Linked DNA regions of Pan troglodytes: region 2 is linked to region 1. A link is a contact called in public HiChIP or PLAC-seq data. All regions are on one chromosome and are shown on one strand. The core of a region is the stretch at or near the end of the contact, and the rest is flanking DNA. Distances in the headings are between cores, read along the strand shown. Region 1 holds the start of LOC737328 (putative uncharacterized protein CXorf42). Region 2 holds the start of LAMP2 (lysosomal associated membrane protein 2).

The links. HiChIP or PLAC-seq counts read pairs in DNA pulled down with a chosen protein or histone mark.
Region 2: an H3K4me3 HiChIP or PLAC-seq map of stem cell-derived excitatory neurons shows a contact between it and region 1, with 5 times the contacts expected there. The contact joins the promoter of LAMP2 here to the promoter of LOC737328 in region 1. A contact is called at or near these places in 1 of 7 Hi-C or Micro-C datasets (stem cell-derived neural progenitor cells) and 1 of 1 datasets of contacts at active chromatin or transcription factors (stem cell-derived excitatory neurons).

What each region holds. Positions count from the first base shown.
Region 1 is chrX:117,854,968-117,859,965 of NHGRI_mPanTro3-v2.0_pri, forward strand. LOC737328 (putative uncharacterized protein CXorf42) reads right to left here and starts at 2,716. Exons shown (of 2, transcript XM_063804312.1): 1 at 1,870-2,716. The coding sequence starts at 2,231.
Region 2 is chrX:118,077,844-118,082,841 of NHGRI_mPanTro3-v2.0_pri, forward strand. LAMP2 (lysosomal associated membrane protein 2) reads right to left here and starts at 2,945. Exons shown (of 9, transcript XM_016943226.3): 1 at 2,702-2,945. The coding sequence starts at 2,765.

The DNA.
Region 1 (4,998 bases), core at 1,466-3,965:
GGCCTTACTGCGAATTCTCTTCTCCATTCTGCTCCTGCAAATAAGGTCCCCTAGCCAAATGACCCTCCTTCTCAAAGAGACCAGACACAGTTCCAGCTTATCTCTGGGTAGCAGATTTTAGTACATTGTCAGCTTGTGGAATTATTCAAACAAGCCAATCATATCCTTCCAAGGGGAAGCAGGTATTACCTCAATTTCTTGATACCACAAAGTCTACCTCCCACAGCCCCTGATTATTCACTGTCTTACCAACAGCAACCTCGGTGTGGCCCTTCGTGGCATGCTGTGTTCTCTCCCATTCCAGCTGTGAATATATGTGATTAATAAACTGCTGTTGATCTCATCTGTCCTGTGTTCAGCTACTCCATAACACAAAGGGTGGGAATCCTTCCCTCATCAACATGGTGAATAGCAGACGATTATAACAGTCCCTGCTGCTACCTGGTTTTATCTGTGCCTTAAGATAAATTATTTATCTTCTATGTGCACAAATGCAAATTTTACCCAAGTTGTTCTTATATCTTTTGGTTAGGATTCTAAAATAAGAAGTTTTTTGATTGACACAAACTGGGAGGACCTTTCCATCCCAAAGGCAGGAGCGCTCCTCAGAGGACAGGTGCAGTAGTTTCACTCACCTCTCCCACATGGGCAAAAAAATGTGTATCTGTAACCTAACTCAGGACTGTTTTTACTTCCTCTGCTCCCAGGCATGAAACTCTAATAACCAACACCTGTGAAATGCTTATTACGTTCAAGGCACTACATCATTACAATAACCCTAAAAACGTCAGTACTATTTGTATCCCCCTTTTACAGGTGAAAAAAAAATGAAGCTTGGAGAGGTTACCAAGGTCACATAAGTATTAAGTAGCAAAGCAAGGCTTCAAACTCAGAAAGTCTCAATCCAGAGGCTGTCCTTCTCATCACTATGCTTTATTACATCCCACTAGTGGAAGAAAAAGACTCATCAAGACATCTCCCACCTGTTGGAATTTCAACCTACCCCTCAATACCTGTAATGTTTTTAAATTTCTCATTTTTTAACCGTAGTGCATGTAAGGCACTCAGTATAGTACCTGACACATTCAATAAACATTTGATATGAGTACTTACACAGCAATAATTATAATTATTTTCCTTCTCAAACCATCTACTTCCCACTCCAATATTCACTCTCATTAGAGGAAAACTCATCTCACTCTCCTCTCATTCTTCAAGGTCAAGATTGAGACCACTTAAGACCTTCCTGAAGGTAGCCACATCTGCAGTTTAGCACATCACTTTGCCTACATTCATCCAGTTATCTTGTCTCAGAGGAAGGTATTTCTCCTTTCCAATTTAAACCCTTAATCTCAACCCTTTCCAACTCCCTACAAGGAATTTCCACTTAGTTAGCCTGTTAGGATCTCAAACCGACCATTCACTCAACACACAACACTTTCAGTAGATTGAGCCCCTATTAAGTGCCAAGCACTGCAAATTCTGTAATGAATAAAATAGGGGTCCTCCTTTCCACGAGCTCAGTCTAGTGGAGAATAAAAATATGTTCACGAACGATAACACAAAACAAATAAATGCTATACGTAGGTCTGTGACCCTTAGCCGTGTCTGCTCCGAGATCAGAGGCGAAAGAGGGTGGAGGGAGACCGGGGCACCCTACAAAGGGGCCCAAGGATGAGTGAGAATGTGAGAGAGGAGAAGGGCGAACAAGGAGCTGCCGTGGATAGATTGCAGAAAAGGATGAAAATGGGCGCGGTGAAGGTAGAAGGAGCGAAATGCAAATGGTCAGAAGCGGGCTGAAAGATGAAGCGGACTCGCTGAAGGCAAGCGGGCTCCTTAGAGCGAAGGTGCAGCCATGATCTCACTCACCTCTGCCACGGATTCACCTCCCTCTCCTCGTCCCGTAGGAGCGTGAGTAGTTGCCGCAATAGGCGCACGAGCAGGCAGAAGCGAAAGTGATGGTCCACGGCGCAGTCAGCCGCTCTTGAGAATGCGACCACAAGTGGGAGCGGCAGGGCTGGTTTCGGGAGCCTTGGCTGAGCCCATTCCATTCCCCAGTCAGAGAACAAGAGTTCCAGTGAGAGTTGCGCCCCAGCGGGGAACGGGCGGCTTTGCTGGGCTTGGGGCTCTTGGACAAACTGCAACACATTCCCCCGCCCGGAGCCCGAGGCCTCCCTCTCGGCACTGCAGAACCGGACACTGGAGCTACTGCAGCCTCGAAAACGGGACATTCTCAGGAGCCTCAGCAGTATCCGTTGCCTTTGCTCCAAAAACCCAGCCCGCGCAACCGCTGGGAGCAAAGGAAACCATGGGAACTACTGCGAGTACGTTGGCAAAACATTTCCCCAGGTCTGTGTGGCCTCCGGCCAAGGTGAAGAGGTGTGTGTCTTGGTGTAAATAAACCGCCACTGCAACCGATTTCGCTCATCCTTTGGTTCCGCATTGAGGCTCGCCAGGGTCTAAGTCCGCACAGAGACCACGTCTTCCTTAGGCTTCTACTTGAAATAACTGAAGGGTAGGACGACAGTCCACTGGAGACATTTCACAGAATGGCCATATCAACAACATAGACAATTCTGTTCTTGTACGGGTGCTTTCCGTGAATGTGTGTATTACATGTTCTATAATATTGGGCGCACTCTGTGTCGTGTGTGTGTGTATAAAATATGTACATTTGGTTATGTGTGTATATATGTACATATATAATAAATAGGACTGGCTCAAACAGATTCACATATTTTTTCGGAGTCTATTAAAAGAAAAATCTGAGATGGGAAGAAAAGGGACAAAGTATTCAAAGTATTTCGTACACAACTGAAAGTGTTTATTTCAGTGTTGTCAGATTTATTAATAGCAAAAAGAAATATACAGTAGGCCACTTATCTTTGAATTTCAAATAAAGAATAATGTTTTAGTATAAGTATGTTCCATACAATAATACAGTAGAAAGTGACTACTTTCTATTAAAGATGAGGTGATAGCCACGGTTGTACTTCTTCCTCTCCTACTACTTCTAAAATTTGTTTCTTATATTCTTTTTTTGTTTGCTTGTTTTGTTTTGTTTTGAGATGGAGTCTCACTCTGTCACCCAGGCTGGAATGCAATGGCACGATCTCAGCTCACTGCAACCTCCACCTCCTGGGTTCAAGTGATTCTCCTGCCTCAGCCTCCCAAGTAGCTGGGATTATAGGTGCCCGCCACCACACTCGGCTAATTTGTGTATTTTTAGTAGAGACGGGGTTTCGTCACGTTGGCCAGGCTGGTCTCGAATTCCTGACCTCAAGTGATCCTCCCACCTCGGCCTCCCAAAGTGCTGGGATTACAGGCATGAGCCACCGCGCCCGGCGTTGTTCCTTATATTCTAAGGCTTTTCGCTTGCTGTTTGAGAAAGGGAAGTGGGAGCAGCCCCTGATATCCACAAACTGACCTCGCACTCACAATTAGGCATGTTCTTCTCTTGTTGAACATAAACTCACAGAACACCAACCCAAGACAAGATCACTGGGAGCCTGATCAAGTGAGACAAAACAAGACCACTTCATAAGCTTGTCTAAGCACAGACAAAAACAAGCTCACTGTGACACCCAGAAAACACCAAACACCCCTTCTTGGCCAAGATAGGTCACTGCTACTTTGCCAGTTAATGTACAGCTTTATCCTCCCTCTAGTCTGCCCTCCCTATAAATAAGATTTATTGAAATGTGCAATCATACAATTGCCCCTGCTTTCTGATGTATCTGAGACGGAACTCCTGATTCCTAGACCTTCCCCCAAATTGTCCAAATCCTATAATAGGTTCATTCTAACAACTTCTTATTGAAACACATCATAGTTACCTATAGTGTGTGTTGTCCCTCCCTGGAGTAAGAGTAATAAACTCAATCTGTCAACTATGGGTATGTTTCTGGTAGTCTTTGGTTGAAGGGCATTGACACATTCCACTGCCTAAAATGTTCTTCCCCAGATATTTGTATGGCCCTTTCCCTTAGTTCATTCCATTCTTTGGCCATACATCATCTTTTCAGAGAGGCTGTGCTTGACCACACAATTTACAATAACACCCTCATCATTCTCTATCCCTTTGCTCTATTTTTCTTCATAGCACTTACTGTTATTGTATTATATATTTATATGATATATATACAAATGTTGATTGTATGTCTCTTCCATTATAATGTAAGCTCCATGAAGACCAATATCTCAACTTGATGATAATTATATCCACAGTGCCTACAACACTGCCTACAACACTGCCTGGCACAGAGTAAATACTAAATGATATATGTTTAATATGTATTGAAAAAATGAATGAAGTTTACAGTGTCGGGCTTTATAAGTTTCATTGTCACATAGTCATAATCAATCTGTTGTTTGGACTTAGTCTTCCACTTAAATAGATTGGCTTACTGCAAAATCTCCATTCTTAATTCTTTATTTGGACTCATTTCTTATTTGATTTGACTTCATATATTGCCAAGTAATTTTCACAAATGACTCATAGGTAGTATATTCCCTCAATTTTGTTCAAGTTTGGAATAAGCTGTCTGTTGCTTTTTTTGGTAGATTGTATTATTGTTAGCAATTATCGACGACTCCTTTTCCAGTAGGAGAGTTATATATCCCTATCCAATTGACTTTGGAAAGTTTTAAGAAAAAAGGGCAATAGGCAGTATTAGACAGGTCACTTAAAGAGAGATTTGTTGGGATTAAGCAGAAAAGGGGATAGTGGTGAGAAAGCAACATATATTTGGCACTTATTGGGTTCCAGATACTCATTCGTTCAGCATTAAGCAACCATCTCTATCTACAATTTGTTGGGCCAAGGGATGCTTCACAAATAAGTTAGTACTTGAGTTGGGTTTTTATGGAAAACCAGGCACTTGCCAGGAACTAACCAGACAACAGGTTAAGCGAGGTGTGGCTATGAAGGGAATGACTATTCCAAGCTCAGGGCTCCAGGCTCAGACTTGAAGGCAGTAAATTGTATGGCATATTCTG
Region 2 (4,998 bases), core at 1,695-4,194, 220 kb after region 1:
TGTTCTAGTCACTGATAAGGTACTTTCCATTGTAAACAATCCTTTCTTAGGGTCAGTTGGCCCTCAGTAAGTGCTCCAAGGTACAGTCAAGGCTTCCAATTAAGTATTCAAGCAAAGCCTGCCTCAAGGCCGCCTTTCAGAAGTGCTACAGAAGAGTTTCCTGCACGCTGTGAACAGTTGGACTACATCAGGGATTCCCAAAGTTTTGGTGTCAGGACCCCTTTACTTTCTTATCCACTGAGGACTTCACAGAGGTTTATGTGAGTCATATGTATTGGTATTTACAGTATTAGAAATTAAAACTGAGAAATGAATAAAATATAAGAACATCAGAGTGGTGAGGTCATCACATGTTACGTAGCCACTGGAAAACTCTGCTGTACACTGGTGAGAGGATGAGAGTGAAAAGGACAAAGGACAAATAACTTCTTTTTTTTTTTTTTTTTTTTTTTTGAGACAGAGTTTCGCTCATGTTGCCCAGGCTGGAGTGCAGTGGCGCAATCTTGGCTCACCGCAACCTCCGCCTCCTGGGTTCAAGCGATTCTCCTGCCTCGGCCTCCCAAGTAGTTGGGATTACAGGCATGTGCCACGACACCAGCTAATTTTTGTATTTTTAGTAGAGACTGGGTTTCACCATGTTGGTCAGGCTGGTCTTGAACTCCTGATCTCAGGTGATCCGCCCGCCTCAGCCTCCCAAAGTGCTGGGATTACAGGCGTGAGCCACTGTGCCCAGCAGAAAAGGACAAATACCTTCTTAACATTATTCCGAAGTTTTGATTTCACAGACGCATGAAAAGGTCCTCGAGAGTCACTGAATTAGATAATCAAGAACCCTTCCAATACTATGGTTTTCGAGCAGGATTTATCAATGTTGGCACCATTGACATTTTCAGGAAGATAATTCTTTGTTGTCAGGGGCTGCCCTGTGCTTAGTCAGGATGTTTAGCAGCATCCTTGGCCTCTACCCACTAGATGCTAAAAGCAATCCCCCAGTTGTGACAACCAAAAATGTCTCCAGATGTTGCCAAATGTCCCCTGGTTGAGAATCACTATTCCAGGGTGTTGATTTCATTCTACTGAAATGTGAATTACAAAATGTATACCTCTCACTGCTTTCTCAGACCCCTAATATGTCTATTTCTTCCCCACTCCCATCTGGGTCTGTTCTTTATGTTATTTTATTAAGTCACAAATAGCAAGAGCAGGTGGGTAGCAACAAGCACAGCATGAATCAAAGTCAGGAAGAGACACTTTAGTCAAAGTTCACTTTTAGGCATTAAAGTTGTTAGGGACCCACTGCCTATTAGGGCACAACACAATCAGTGAACATTCACCCAGCCATTTATTTATTGATTGATTTATTTTTATTTTTTGAGACAGAGTTTCACTCTTGTCGCCCAGGCTGGAGTGCAATGGCGCAATCTCGGCTCACTGCAACCTCCGCCTTCTGGGTTCAAGCGATTCTCCTGCCTCAGCCGCCCAAGTAGCTGGGATTACAGGCATGTGCCACGACGCCCGGCTAATTTTTGTATTTTTAGTAGAGACGGGGTTTCACCATGTTGGCCAGGCTGGTCTTGAATTCCTGACCTCGGGTGATACACCCACCTCGGCCTCCCAAAGTGCTGGGATTACAGGCATGAGCCACCACGCCCGGCCCCATCCAGCCATTCTTAGGCCCTGGTAACAACCCAATCCTTAGCAAGTTGTCTACCTGCTCCCTGTACCCCCAAAATATGAGGTAATAGGCTAGCTGTGTGATGGGGAAGAAAGAAAAGAAGAAACTCTGAAGGCAAAGAGGTAGTCTACCAAACTGAAATACTCCACCCCCAAAACCTCACATCTGGGAGGCCCTCCTAACTGAAACGTCTGGGGATTTTTTTGTCAGCGTCTGGCTGGGAGGAAGTAGCAAAACTGGGAGAAAATCGACATCCTCAATACCTCCAAGTCAGATGTGCACTCCCCATCAAAGTTCCCCCCGAACCCCTTAGTCTCCAGAGGTTGGGTCCAAGTTTTCTTTCCTGGAAATTGCCCCAGCTACCTTAGGTTCCTTCGCCCTTAAAACTATGACTACCAAACTCAAACCCAGCATCACTCCTAATCGCTTGAATCACCCTTTCTTCACAGTCTCAAATTCCAACCTTCAAAATGCCCAACCCTGTCACTGCCCCTGCCCCTCAGGCTCTACTGTCCTATCTGTCCCATCTGTCCCCCACCCACACACTTCTCCCAAGCTACTCCAGGCAGGCATGGTCTTCTCTCTTAATTTCCTATCTCACCCCACAGTTTTTCCACCATCTTCAAAACTCTTCCCTGATCTCAGCAAACCAAGACTCTCCTAATTGTCTCTGGCGCCCAAAATCTGCATGTACCACCCTCCTACGCTCACTCCTCAGTGTTTTCCCCAAGTTACTCTTTCCACCCTGACCCTCTCCACGCTTCACTCCTCCCAGCCTACTCCCTCGGCGTCCACCCCCCGTTACCGGCCCCTTCTTACTCTCCTGGGCCCTTCTTCCCCGCCATCCGTCGGTCAGGCCTTCTCTAGGTCACCGCTTGCCTCCCCGGGCCAACCGCCGCCGCCGCCCAGTGTTAGCTGCTGAGCCTCTCAACCCCCTCCCCCTCGGACCAGTCTTTCAGGTTGTAGCTTTGAACTGGTGCCCCGGGCCCAGGCGGACAGACTAATCGGGAGGGCCCGACAACTCACCCAGGACTAGGCAGACCAGAACGAGCCCTGAGCCCGGAACCGGGAAGAGGCGGAAGCACACCATGACCCCGCAGAGCAGGCGGCGACGGCGGCGACGGCGGCGGTACAACAACAGCTGCAACACCAGGGAAAAGGCTCGCTGGACCTGGGTCAAGAGCACTGATGACCACCGACCACAGCCTTGCAAAAGCCAGGAATCGGCGCTTCAGTGCGAGTCATAAGACTAGGGGCGGGGCTCTTTCTTGCTTACAGCCAATCTCCGCGCTTGAAAGCGGCGAGAGGGGTGGTGATGTAGCGGCCGGTGGGCGGGGCGACCACGCCCTGGCTTTTTGGTTCACAGCCCTTCCTATGCTCCTGAGAGATATGCGCGGACGGCATTTTCTTTTTCTTTTTCTTTCTTTCTTTTTTTTTTTTTTAATTTTACTTTAAGTTCTGGGATACATGTGCAGAATGTGCAGCTTTGTTACATAGGTATACATGTGCCATGGTGGTTTGCTGCACCTATCAACCCGTCATCTAGGTTTTAAGCCCCACATGCATTAGGTATTTCTCCTAATGCTCTCCCTCCCCTTGGCCCCCACCCCTTGACAGGCCCCCGTGTGTGTTGTTCCCCTCCCTGTGTCCATGTGTTCTCATTGTTCAACTCCCACTTATGAGTGAGAACATGCAGTGTTTGGTTTTCTGTTCCTGTGTTAGTTTGCTGAGGATGATGGCTTCCAGCTTCATCCATGTCCCTGCAAAGGACATGATCTCATTTTTTTATGGCTGCATAGTATTCCATGGCATATATGTGCCACGTTTTCTTTATCTAGTCTATCACTGATGGGCATTTGGGTTGGTTCCAAGTCTTTGCTATTGTAAATAGTGCTGCAATAAACATAGGTGTGCATGCGTCAAATGGTATTTCTGGTTCTAGATTTTTGAGGAATCGCCACACTGTCTGCCACAATAGTTGAACTAATTTACACTCCCAACAGTGTAAAAGCATTCCTATTTTTCCTCAGCCTCGCCAGCATCTATTGTTTCCTGATTTTTTAATAATCACCATTCTGACTGGCGTGAGATGGTATCTCATTGTGGTTTTGATTTGCCTTTCTCTAATGATCAGTGATAATGAGCTTTTTTTCATGTTTGTTGCTGCATAAATGTCTTTTTTTGAGAAGTGTCTGGTCATATCCTTTGCCCACTTTTTGATGGGGTTGTTTTTTTCTTGTAAATTTGTTTAAGTTCCTTGTAGATTCTGGATATTAGACCTTTGTCAGATGGGTAGATTGCAAAAATTTTCTCCCATTCTGCAGGTTGCCTGTTCACGCTAATGCTAATTTCTTTTGCTGTGCAGAAGTTCTTTTAATTAGATCCCATTTGTCAATTTTGACTTTTGTTGCGATTGCTTTTGGTGTTTTAGTCATGAAGTCTTTGCCCATGCCTATGGCGGACGGTATTTTCTAAGGCTAAAGAGAGAGGAGGAACTTTTGAGGGCCGTAGATAGTAGACTATTTCCGTTTTGGCTCCTTGACAAAGAAGAGAAAAATTTTTCGGGCACAAAAACGGTTGCTAGGCATCTCAAACGTAATACATACAAAAATAATACATGCTTATTCTCCAAACACTGTTGTTACCTATGCAGTTCATGCTGTGAGATGGACGAGGGAACCTAGAGGGTAGTATGGAGTCACGGACCATCGGAACAAGACATGATCTTGAAATTCACCTAGTTACAGCACCCTGTTCTCAGGTGGGGGAATTGAGCTCAGAAACAAGAAGCATCTTTTTTAAACACAGGAAGAAAAAAATGAGAGAAATAAAACAGAAGGATAAAGGGGAAAAATAGAGATCATCTGTATTCCTACTATTAACATTATTATATATATTTACACACATATATACACACACCCACATCTATACTTCCAGATATTTTTCCTATGTACATACACACAAATATTCTGTAATGAGTTCATACTAAGCATACTGTTTGCTATACTTGATAGATGAACAGACAAAAACCTAAAATATTCAACAGATGAAAGCATTTAAAAATCTTGAGTTGGAATAAAGCACTGATTCTCAAGTGTTAGTTTCCAAAAGAACCATCTGGTTTTGGGTTTTTTTTTTTTTTTTAACATACAGATTCCTGTACCTCATTCCCCAGAGATTCTGAAACAGTAGGTCTGTGGCAGTCTTATTAATCACTTCTTTAAAAAACACCCCAAGTGATTCTGATTCTGTGGTCCATGGACCACACTTTGAGAAAAACACTGAAAGAGAGCTTCAAAATCATCTAGTCCAGGAGATTTTAA